2 separate regions of the Danio rerio genome follow, and region 2 is linked to region 1. Evidence: chromatin contacts called from public Micro-C data. All regions are on one chromosome and are shown on one strand. The core of a region is the stretch at or near the end of the contact, and the rest is flanking DNA. Distances in the headings are between cores, read along the strand shown. Region 1 has its middle 72 kb from the start of plxnb2a.1. Region 2 has its middle 20 kb from the start of plxnb2a.2.

What was found. Hi-C and Micro-C count contacts between places; a contact is called where the count stands out from the background.
Region 2: a Micro-C map of caudal fin shows a contact between it and region 1, with 5 times the contacts expected there. The contact joins two enhancer-like sites. A contact is called at or near these places in 2 of 18 Hi-C or Micro-C datasets (caudal fin and gastrula embryo).

The regions. Positions count from the first base shown.
Region 1 is chr4:15,137,736-15,143,997 of GRCz12tu, forward strand. It overlaps a transcript of plxnb2a.1 not described here. Among named protein-coding and RNA genes, the nearest start is that of plxnb2a.1, 72 kb to the left of the region's middle. Within about 2 kb of position 4,961, at least 1 of the 62 cell types and tissues checked has an H3K27ac peak or open chromatin away from gene starts, as enhancers often do. A contact at or near this core is called in caudal fin, where this site is marked.
Region 2 is chr4:15,201,497-15,208,174 of GRCz12tu, forward strand. It overlaps a transcript of plxnb2a.1 not described here. Among named protein-coding and RNA genes, the nearest start is that of plxnb2a.2, 20 kb to the right of the region's middle. Within about 2 kb of position 1,690, at least 1 of the 62 cell types and tissues checked has an H3K27ac peak or open chromatin away from gene starts, as enhancers often do. A contact at or near this core is called in caudal fin, where this site is marked.

The DNA.
Region 1 (6,262 bases), core at 3,711-6,210:
ATTAACTTAAATTAAGTTCAAGTAAATTAAAAATGCTGTCATGACTATTTTGCCATTTCCTTTTTTACAGTGCAACGCAAAAAATTAAAATATATATATATAATAATAATTAAGTTGTTTAAGTGATCACCAGCTGAGAATGGTTACTCAAAGCACATCTATACCATTCGAAACCAAAACTGGAAGCCTTAACATTTTCATTTAGCTAAAAAGCAATGTAGTTTCTGCAAATCAATCTGAGTAATGTGTGTAACTGCAATTCTTAATGTGATTTAGAGTTATACATGTGATAAGGCTCTCGAGTTATACAGACAAGCTGCCTCAATATTTTAGTAAAAAACAAACAAACAAAAACAGTTAAATGTTATTGTTATAGGGTCATTTTTGGCCATGGTGAACGAGGCCCAAGCTCCACTCCTATTTATGAAATCTCTTGCGATGCGTCATGGGACAGCGTAGCATACATCCGATGCACACTTCAGAATCTTGCCGGAAGTAGTAGGTCATTCGGGTAGTTCTCACAAAATGATTTTAGAACTCTATGAATTCAGACATACTGCTTTGCTTGCATACTGTTTTTAGCATACTATATAGTATGGAAGTATATGATTTCGGACGCAGCCGTAGATTAACATTGGGTACTTAAAATAAACATCTATATCCGCAAAATGATTGCAATATACAATAAAAAAGACTTTTTGGCAACCTTTTGAACTGGCAAATTTTTTTTTATATTTATTTAATACAGTGTAAAAAGTGATTAGTAACTTAAAAAAAAATTGAGTAAACCATTGTAACTAGGAACTATTAGGTTATCTTAACTTAATTTTAATTATGCACAGTTTATTTGCTCAATAATTTAAAGGCAGCTGGTTTACTCACACAACTAATCTCTTTAACAACAGGTTCTCACTAAGTCAACTAATCGCTTTTTACAGAGTAGTTACTGATGAAATCAATGAGCCTGATTTCATGATCCCCATTGATCTAACTCTTTAGTACTGCACCTAATTGTTTTCATCTGCCAGTAAAAACACAGAACTTATAGCTCCATTTACATTTCACTAAAGTACAACAATTCCACATTGTTTGACGAACTATTCATCGATTTTGACGAAATATTCATCGATTTTGCTCATCGGTCAAAGATCAGCAAGATTAGGACATGAAAAAAAGAGACTGGAAGAAGAAAAGATGAAAAAAGACAGTCATACTTAACAGAACACAGATTCAGGAATTCTGATTGGAGGTCAAGTCAGATCTCAGTGCCTTAAAGCGGCAGTGACCCGCAGGCATCACTACTACTCAATGGTTTGTTTTCATAAGAGGCCCAGAATTGTAAGGTCAGGGCCCAAAAAAAGAGGAATAGACTGACTAGGAGGAAGGAGAGACAGAGAGAGATGAGGGAAGGAAGACGAGGGCTGGGGGCTGAGGTTACACATCTGGTTGTATTCAGGATGTTTGAGATTCCTCTGTGGTCTGTTTGGGGTCTTGGTGCCAGGAGAGGAGGGGCGAGGAGACGGGACGATCCAGTCTCAACACATGAGCAAAAGAGCTCTAAGATTCAGTTCTCAAACTCTTCCACATCAGCCATTAATGGTGGGATGGGTCATCGACTAGCTTTTTAACAATTAGTCGTCTTCTTTTTTAGTTTGAAGATTTTTAGCATTCACAAATGTTTGCAACTCATGGAGTTTTTCTATGAGAACTGCATTCTTTTTTTTACCATAAACAAGATACAGTAATATAACTACAATGAAATTCTATGGGGTAAATATTATGAAGGTTTTAAAGTAAGTAGTTTAGTAACTGCATATGTTGACTTGTATCATTTAAATGCTGTAATAACATGTTTTATATTAATTGAGTGTCTTGAAAGCTTTCAAATAAGAGCTCTGATACAATAAAAGTTCTCCTTCTCTCGAATTTACAATCATAATAATAAAGACATCTGTACAAAAACATTATTAACATTATAAAGCGTTAAAGTTGAAACTAAATTGCTAACAGACGGTTCAAAGGTTTAAAGTTAGCACACCGCTAACTTGTTTTATGCACTGCTGGCATGTTACTAATGTTTAGCTAGCATGTTTTAATAAGCTGCTAACAAGTGTTAACATGTTACTTCATGCTTCTGTTTCAGTATGTTGCAAGCTTATGTTAACATGCTTAACGCGTGTTCATACTTCCACATTGCTCTCTTTCCCTCACTCTGCAATACCAGGCCATGAGGTTTTATTCTACAGACAAATTCTGCACACACTGTCCTCTCAGAGATGCTGCTCACATTTCAACATGCTGCTTGCTCTTTTAAATTTAACATGTTTTTAACATGATTCAACACAGCTAATGGTACACATTACTGTTAATATGAACTACCATGCTATTGTTTTAGCATGTTGCAAACATGTTTTAACGTTTGAATGTTTCAAACATGATTAAACACAACTAGAATGTACAGTAATGCCATAGGCAACATGCTTCTAGCAAGATTTAGCATATTTCACTTACATAATAATAATAATAATAATAATAATAATACGATAATTTTCTTTGCTTTTTAAACAGAAAATGGCAGGACAGTTTAAAACAGAAGGAAAGCTGTCTTCTGTTTTGACATTGACAAACCATACGGATAAATGAGAAATATCACATAAGTAGCAATGCCATGTGGCTGTATATCGGCACCGGTGGGAGGTGTGTTCCACCAGTGACGATATACAGCAATTTCTCACTGCAACTCATGTGATATTGCGTTTATACAACAGTTTGACAGCATAATCGTGTGTATAAAAAAAAAGAATCAAATGGAGAGTCTAAAAATCTTTTTGTAAGAGGAACTACTTTATTCCGCCATTCATTCACATCTGCGGCTGACATCAGAACAGCAGAAACCATTGCTACTTCACCAACGTCACTTTAGTGCTAGTATTTGAATGATTCTGTAGCGTAATGTCTAAAATGATGAAAAAACAGGCCATTTTGCTCACATTTTAAGATTATAAGGCTGAACTACATGAAATGACATCAGTCTACAGAGATATCTCCCAGTATTTCTCTGTTGCAATCAGGAGATCCCAATAATTAACCCCGAACAAGCCAAAGCAACACAAGCACTACCGGGTTACTGTTGTGTTTGTTATAAGGAAAAACGCTAAACACATGCAGGCATTTCTTTTTTCTTTCTGTTTACTGAACTAGTCTGCATGAACGTAAACAGGAGACTCATTAGAAACAAGATGGCCAACCAAAAAGTAACTCAGGGTTATACAAAGAGCGGCCAACACAAAATACACACATTCCATATATGAGTCATATCTCACATTCAATACACTAAAATTACTATGGTATAAATACAGCACTACTACAACATACAAGATAGAGCGATCGACTTAGAATGTCACTCACCAATTTTATAACGATTTAATCAGCTGTTAGAAATGATGAGTTTTTCTCTTCTAAGAAAAAATCATGCTGTCTCTGTCGTCATCTTGTAGATGGACAATGTCAACCGTCTTTAGTCTGCTCAATGTCAGGTAAATGGCCGCCGATGTGCTGTCTCTGAAATTATAAATATTTAAAATTAGCACTATCCTTATAAATAAACTGCATAGTTGCAATATAAACAACTACATTCTACCTTAAAATGGCTCAAAAGTTCATTATGTTGTCCAACAGCTGCAATATTTTTCAAACTGTAGTAAGTTTATTGATCTGTTATCATTTCGTGTGGACGGAGTAATACACAAGAGTAAAGAGGCTGTATGAGTTCTGATATTGCAGAATATCCCACAACTGTCAGCCAATCAGATTCGAGAACCAGACAGAACAGTTGAATAAAAGTTGTGTTGTGAGCTGTTCACAGTAAATCACAGTACATACAAAACGTCAGATTACATGATAATATAATTTATATGCAGTCTTTGTTTATATAAAGACATATGAATTTCTATTCACCTTAATTCCAACAAATTTATACAGGAATTGCAATCATTTTCAGCTGTAACAAAGCAAACCCTGAACATCCCAACCAAACACAAGAACTCTTAAAAAGGGCAGAGATTTGACAGGCCACGTCTGTCTTGTCTACAGCAGAAAGACAAGGACCGCAGGGAGTGCAAAGGTCAGATTTAACAGCGTTTTTCCACTAAACAAAAAAAAAAAGGGTAGAGGATTTCCCCCGGTGCACAGAGATCTGAGATAGTAGCACATTTACAAACATCAAATAGGGCACTTTCTTGGCTAAAAAAGTTTGTGAAGGCTGGAACAGGGAGTGAACAACCACACAAACACAGAGACATCTCCCTCAAAGAGCAAGAATTTAATCACCAACAATAACAACCGGTCTTTAGCTCGCGAGGCAAAGCGTCCGGTTCCTACATGCGCCATTTGGTTTTCATCTCAATACGCAGTTGTTCAGACAAATCAATCTATTCACATTACCACCGGCATCAATGCAAATCCAGAACTGCTTAAATAGTCATACCTCAACGTCGACAGTTCAATGCCTTTGTTGGAACCAAAAGAGGCCACGATGTCGAAGTGGGGAAAAAAAAAGCAAAAACAGCTGCCATTCCAGCTCCATGTGCAATTTATGAGGCAAAATTGAAATGGGGAGATATTCATCTTTATTACAACATGGCAGATCAGACGATGATTCGAGACATGGGGTAATGTAATGAACCTGTCGCTAGGAAAGAGGGCTGAGGCTAGTCATTACCCCGAGCTGTCAAACGCAGCCTCCTTCATTCACCTCACTCATAATAGAGCTTTTCTCATCGCACAAATGAATACAAATGTCTTCCTGTGAATGACTCCGACATTGCACCTGACAGCCAGGTGTACATGGGCGGAGAGCAATTTGTTTTGAAAAAGCGAGCCTTTTAGTGTTAGCGTTAGCTGTTGTAAATGTGTGCTTGCGTGTGAATGGGATATAGGTGTGTGTGATTGAACGTAGGTGTGTAGATTAAACAGTCCCAAATGACATGTTCTCCAAAGACAGCTGTGTGCGGAGGAGGAGATTTTTTTTTTTTGTGCATCTGGGTCTCATGTCGTGTTTAATTGTAATTCTTCCTTTAGTTTTTGTGGATGTTGGTTTCGTCTCAATGGAGAACTGCAGCTGGAGGACTAGAAACTAGCTGGATTTTAATAAAGGGCCCCTCCTTAACCCTGGAGAGCAGAAACACGATGGAATTGTTCCAATTAAACTCACAATGTGTTGCATCATGGAAAAAAATAGAATAGAATAAAATAGAACACAATAAAACAGAATAAATTCCAAAGTGTATTGTTAAAAATAAAATAAATAAAAACTTACAAATTCCAACAGGAATTCCAAAGTATATTATAACACACACAAAAAAACAACAATAATAAAATAACAATAAAATAAATAAATAGATCCAATAGGAATTCCAAAGTGAAAGAAAAATCTAAATAAATAAAAAATAAAAATAAAATTAAATTACATTAAAAAATACAATTCAACATGAATTCCAAAGTGTATTGTTTGAAAAACAAGAAACAAAAAAAAAATATAAGTAAATAAATAAATTCCAACAGAAATTCTAAAGTGGACTGTTAAAAATGAATGAAATGAATAAAAAAATTAAATAAAATTGAAATTAAAGAGGATTTCCAAAGTGTATTGTTAAAAAAATAAATAAATCAATAAATAATTAAAATAAAATTTCCAAAGTGGATTGGTAAAAAATAAAAACAAATAAAATAAACTAGAAATTTCCAAATTCTAAAGCAGACTGTTAAAAAACAAAAAAAATAAAATAAAATAAAATAAAATAAAAAAATTTAATAAACACTCCATGATCGTGAGTCATTCAAGTCATGTGTTTTGACTCTTTTGTAACGAAACTGGCTGCATGTTCTTGCATTCAACAGAAAGATGAGCCATTTATTTATTGCTTCTGTTTATGGCACTTTTTATAGCACAAGTGATTTCATAAAAATAACCGCTCATATGTGTCATGTGTTTCTCAATCTTTTGAAGCTAAACTAGTCGCATGCTGTTGCATTTTGAAGAAAAAGGATCTGTATTCAATCTTTATACTTTCATATTTATAATATTTTGACATAAAAAATAGTATCTAATAATTATAGAAATCAATTAAGATACCAATACAAATAGATTTAAATATAAATGAAAAAACTAATTGATTTGTTAGATTTGTAAGATGTCCAAAAAAAAAGCAAGTTAAACTTAAATGGGACAGATGCTTTGTTAACAGCAAACTTTGTAACCACA
Region 2 (6,678 bases), core at 440-2,939, 60 kb after region 1:
GCCTACAAATACAAACACACAAAGTCCTCGGGAAGTGCATGAATGAGGCCACTGTGTATTGCCTGCGTGTTCCTCATCAAGAAACACAAATAAACACAGTCATTGCTCATAGAAGATGAAGAATAGAGGAAGAAAGAGGGGGTAAAAGAGTGCACTCACTCTCTCTGTTTTTGACCATTGATCTTTGACCTTGAGGGGGCCGGATGACTTCCTGCTCGAGCAGCCGGTTCGCTCTCGTAGAAAGGAATCCGAACTAAGTTTTGTGCCCATTTATGCGTATTCCATTATGAATAACAACACATTCAATAATAAACTGGCTTCCAGCTTCTGTTTTATTTCAGCAAATTACACTGTAAAAAAAAACATCTGTTTATTAACCGTTTACGTATTTTAAGTGTTTTCCATTTATTTACCGTTGTGTATTGCATTTTGGGTCTTTAATCTCTGCTTTGTCGATTTTTGATGCTGAAATTCAACCCTACAGTTTAACAAAGTGACTTTTATTGACATTTCAGTAGTTTAAAAACATTCAATTTAATTTAAATGAAATAATAATAAAATAGAGAGAAAAAAAGTGTAAAATAACAAAAAATGTACTGGCAGTTTACTACAAGGTTTTGTACCATAAAACAAAAACACCAACTCAGACAATATATCACTCTAAACTATTAAAAACATTAATAAAAGTCACTTTTAAAAAACTTTTTCATGTTAAAAATAGCTGGAAGACAGATAAAAATCCCATAATGCAACTCAAAAGCATAAACAAATAAGGAAAAATAAAAATATGAATTCAAAAATATGGAAATCTGCTAAATACAGTATTTTTTTACAGCATAGTTACTACTTGATTTTATTTTAATGTGACACACTAAGAAGTCAGGCAATAGAAAGTTAATTGTTAATAATACCCTTCAACTGAGCTAATATTCGTCTAATTATAGTCATCAAATCAGTGCAAGCACTCCAAAACTAATGCAATCACAAATCACTCCTGATATTTTTTTCACATCATTGGTGTAACTAGGGTTTAGGTTAACAAAGTGAGGATTAAAAGTGGATTTAAAGCGTTAAATCCACCCCAAAATGAAAAATCTGTCATCATTTACTCACCCTCAAGTTGGTCCAAACACACAAGACTTCTGTTTGTTTTTTAATAAAGACTGAATGAAATCAAACGTAAGAGACTTGTTTCACTCCAATAAATGTCTATTCAACCAAAACTCCTTCAATGCCTCAAAATGGTTTAAGAACTAAATACATTCTGAATTAAAAATGTTTATCTTATAATGCTACCCTGTCTCTTCAGAACGCTTTGATTAAACTGGTTGATTCACATGGATAATTCATCTCTTCTGAGTGAAAAAAGAAAGCTCTCAGATTTGATTTAAAATATTGCCATCTGTGTTTCAAAGATTTCTCATGGGTTTGGACAATTAAACTTTCGTTTTAGGGCAAACTAACCTCTTTATGCACAAGATACGAATAAAGAAATTTCCAAGAAACATTGTGCATTAGTACTAAATGCCATCTGGCGTCGCTTTCTCCATCTGAAATAACCATCCAGGTGAGCTTTTGAGCATAGCTGCCAATCTAATGCACTTGAAACTTCCAGGAAAAGATTCAGCAGTTTAGTAATGCTTTAACACATACCTTTAACTCATAAACAAACATTCAAAATGATGATCGGTTGTGTAACATTTGCAAGCACTTAACTTCAATACGATATAAACAACAACGCAGCCATCCAATTACAGAGGAGAGGGAAATTTGATTACCCCATTACAGTTGATTTTATCACAACAGCTTGTATAATATGAGAGCTGGGTGTAATTGGGAGAATAAACAAGCCAGGAGAAAATGAAATGAATGTAAGTGAAACTCTTCAGATGATGGCGTCAACAACAGAGATAGCTTTACACACACACACACACACAGGCTGTGACAAATGGTTCACGGACAATCGAACACAACATCCCATCATTAAACTTGGTTTTACATCCCTAAAGAGCATCTTAGGTGGGATTGCGGAAGCTATTCTATTAGTTGACTTTTTTCATCAACAGAACATCATAAAAGATTTTAATTGGAAATTCGTTGAAAATTAAAGCTAACTAAGACTTTTAAAGTCAAAATAAAAGTGCCGCTATTATGGATTTTGGAAAATTTCCTTTCATGCATGCAACACAGCTCTATGTGAATAACAACATACAGCTGAGGTTTAAATCAGAAAGTGTAATGTGTATAAACTCAACACAATCTCACGGCAATTCGTAACTTTTTCATTTAATGGCAAATTCGTACAATCTAATTCGTACATTTTAGTACGATTTGCTCATCCCCCAATGACGGTTGGGTTTAGGGGTGGGGTTAGATGCCACACCTCCTTTTTAAAATCGTACAATTTCTTACGACTGAACTTGTACGAATTCGTACGAATTAGCCACTAAACTGCCAATACATAAAATACTTACGTTTTCTCGTGAGATCAGGCTGACAAACTACAGTCATGGACTCTCAAAAACAAAGAGTCCATAATATGAATTGTCATGCATACGAATCATCAGCCATTTTTGTGACATCTAAACAAAACGTTGCCTACAAGTGTGCTTAAAAAGCTTGTATATTAAAGACAAATGCCTATTATAAGACAATTAAAGAGCTTTCTTAAGTTGCATAGATACCTGTTGTTGGGGACTCCCAAAACCAAACTATGGCCTTTCATAATTCATAATCAGGGCACTTCAATTCACATGGCATGACAATACATGTCTTATAAAGTAAAACTGCCAATATTTATAAACATAATCTGCAATTAGCCCTCTTGCATTGTTGTGGCATGTGTATTATAAGCAGTGATTAAATTTGTTTTTTGACTCTCAATCTGCATTCTAAGGGTCTTTTAACTTATGATAAACATCAACCACAGCACGGATGACCTGAAGGCCATTTTTTGGGTGAACTAGCCCTTTAAGACAGCATATGTCTGGCATCAGCACAGTGTTAGGAGCAAACATCCTGCTACAAAAAGCAAACAGAGAAGGAAAACAGTTTGAGTTATCAACAACCAGGGGCGCCTCCAAGGGGTGGCCAGGGGTGGCCACGGCCACCCCTCGGTAAACTCTGGCCACCCCTGTGGCCACCCCTTTGGCCACCCCAAAATAATTTTGCGGTTGACATTATTGATTTAAATGAACTTATAAATTCCCAATATTTAGATAAATAAATAAATACATAAATAAATAAATAAAATGCAGTCACTAAATTATTGTTGGTGTTACTGACGTAGCTCTCCCCCTCTGGTTCAATGCTGGTGAAAGCAAACTGACGCATGCGCGCGGAAAACCATTCCCGCGCGCCTCACGCACTCCTGTGTGAATCCCGGTTGGTTGTTTGCATGCACGCCGACATAATAGGCACCGCTCATGCGCCGTGAAACCGGAGTAGCAGCCTTTTGTGCAGAAGTGTCGGCACGCAGCGAGTTTTGAAAGTCGTTTAAAGTTTATATAATATGATGATGATGATGATGATGATGATGATGTTACTTTCACTAAGCATGCCTTTAAAGCAGAAAGGAGGGATAATGAGTCAGGGAGGTAAGACTTCATAACATGATTTCTCAGCCATGATCTGGTCTAAGACCACAGATAATTCTATAATACATTTTTTGTATTCTTTAGAATTGTCATAATTAATTTTCATGTAAAAGGTTTCTTAAGTGATGTTGGCATATCACTCCAGTTGTTGTTTTCCAGTAATATTTAGGACTGATTTCTGTTATTTATTTAGAATAATAATTGTATATTAATATTAATTGTATTTATTTAGAATAAATATAAATAAATTGTTATATTTATTGAATAACAAATCTAACAATTCAAGAGAGGTGGGGGTGTATAGGGTGGTTCGCCCAGGGTGTCATTTAAACTAGAACCGCCACTACCCTCCCCGATCGTCCTTGACAGCACGCACACACCTTCAATAGACAGCAATGGATATTTAATATTTACCTTAAGCTACAGTATATCAATAGAAGAAGCTGCATTAATAAAATGGTTCAAAAAGCAATATGGATAAATAATATTATTAGGTATAGTGAGTGTGTATAGTAATGCCTTTTGTTCAGTTTGTTCATTTGTTTGGGTAATTAATAAACTCATTATTCTTTCATTCATTTTCTTTTCGGCTTAGTCCCTTTATTAATCCAGGGTCACCACAGCAGAATGAACCGCCAACTTATCTAGCACATTTTTACACAGCGGATGCCCTTCCAGCTGCAACCCATCACTGGGAATAATAAACTCATTAATCTTCATTAATTTTAGACATGGCATATCTCGTATGATGTACAATAAAGGCACGTAAAAAAAGAAGTCATTTATACAGTATATGAAAAGTGTTTTTAAACTAAACATAGATTTTTATTTGGTTTGCACATGTATTTGCTGAATTATTTCAAAGAATAAATTGCAATATTTCAAGTAGAATTAATTAAATGAATAAAACTACATTATTTCGTTTACCAGAAACAAAAATATAACATTACACTGAATTCATTATTTTTTTTTGTGTGCCACCCCAAGATTTGGTGCGGCCTCTTCTGGCCACCCCTAAGAAAATTTTCTGGGGGCGCCACTGTCAACAACATGCAAACATGTGTAAAACCCGAAAATCCTGTTTCTGCAAGACCTCAAGGAATTGGAGGCAAATCTGGTTTATAAACCCTGAACAGAAGCCAACATGACACTCGCAAAAAAAGTATCATGTTTTTTTGACAATCCAAAAGCATAATCATATGTATTATGACCATACAAATACCAAAGAATGTCGCGTTTTACGCACGCGGTAAATTCGGGTAAACGATTTAATCGACTTCGTTTATCTTTGCACATTCTCGCGACTCCCACGCGTGATTTATCGCTTATTTACATATTTAAACAATCAACTGATAGCTAAAACAATGCCTTGCAAAAGTTGCACGTCAATAACACTCTAGGTTTGTTTGTTATACGCGTAACTAAGCTTCTAACGCGGTGACCGCGAGTCCACTTTTCCCAAATCACTGCTTCAATCTGCTTTAATTTGAAAGAATGTCACAAATGTAGCGATAACAGCAAAAGTGTGAAGGAGAAAAGCGCGAGACTAAAGAAATTGAGCTGTTTATATGTTAGTTTGAAACGTTTACAAACACTAGCGAAGGAGAAATGTAAACCACGCATCTTAAAACAAACTGAAAGTTCAACACTCACCTTTCCGAGAAACAACTCGCGACGGCGGATCAAGATTTCTTGTCCTTTAAACTGCAAGAGTCCGATCGCAATGAAAGCTTTACATTATTCGTCTCCCAAAAAAACAAGATCGCCGAAGCTGGCGGAAAAAAATAAAAGCGTATTCCTTGAGAAAAGCCGGGGAGGCAGTTCACTTTGTTAGGGAAATCCGAGGAACTATGGGCGATGTTGGGAATCCAGTCGTCGAAAACAATTCCTGTCCTTTTTCCACGCCCTGTAGGCTGAGCTTCAGAAAGCCGCCAGGTGCGCGTGAAGTGTGGACGTTCACGAGTACCTGTGTGAGTTTTTGAGTGATTTCGGAGAAGCAGAAGAGCCCGCGGCTGATGTTTGAGGACACTGGACTCATCTGGACCTGCCCGACTGACCAGAGGGAGCACTCGAGCGCGCTCTCGCCTTCACGCGCGCTCCTTGCTGTTAACACTGCTCTCTCTCTCTCTCTCTCTCTCTCTCTCTCTCTCTCTCTCTCTCTCTCTCTCTCTCTCTCTCTCTCTCTCTCTCTCTTTAAATTCAAGTTTTATTAGTGGCGTAATTTTGCATGTTATGTTGGCAACGCTCCAATCCAATGATAAAATATCATAAAAAATGAAATAAATATATAATAATAATAATAATAATAATAATAACAATGAATATTCTATTTAATATCATATTAATATAATTTAATGGTGGTGCAGTGGGTAGCACAATCGCCTGGGTCAGTTGGTGTTTGTGTGGAGTTTGTATGTTCTCCCTATGTTTGCATGGGTTTCCTTTGGGTGCTCCGGTTTTCCCCACAAGTCCAAAGACATGGTATAGGTGAATTGGATAAGCTAAATTGTCTGTAGTGTATGTATATAAGGATGTTTCCCAGTGATGGGTTACAGCTGAAAGGGCATCCACTGCACAAATCCTATGCTGGATAAGTTAGTGATTCATTCCGCTGTGGTGATCCCAGATTAATAAAATGACTAAAAAGCCAAAAAGAAAATAAATGAATGAAATTTTAATGTCACTGTATATATATATATATATATATATATATATATATATATATATATATATATATATATATATATATATATATATATATATATATATATATATATATATATATATATTACAATTTCAATAAACAGTAATAAAATATAATAAGAATACTGGCCTAATTTAATAAAATATTAGATTCAGAAGACATAAAAATGGTAAAATAAAATAATTCAACAGAAAGAAACATGTTCTGGCTTCATAAAACGGATGTTAAAAATAAACAAATGAAACCTATTATTAAAAGTTTATAGTATTCAATGCCAAAGAAGCAATACACATTACCCTAATCCTAAAGAATATTCTTTGCCAGAAATCCTGTTTTCAGTAAAGTGAATACATGTTAAAAAAACATGCAACATAAAAT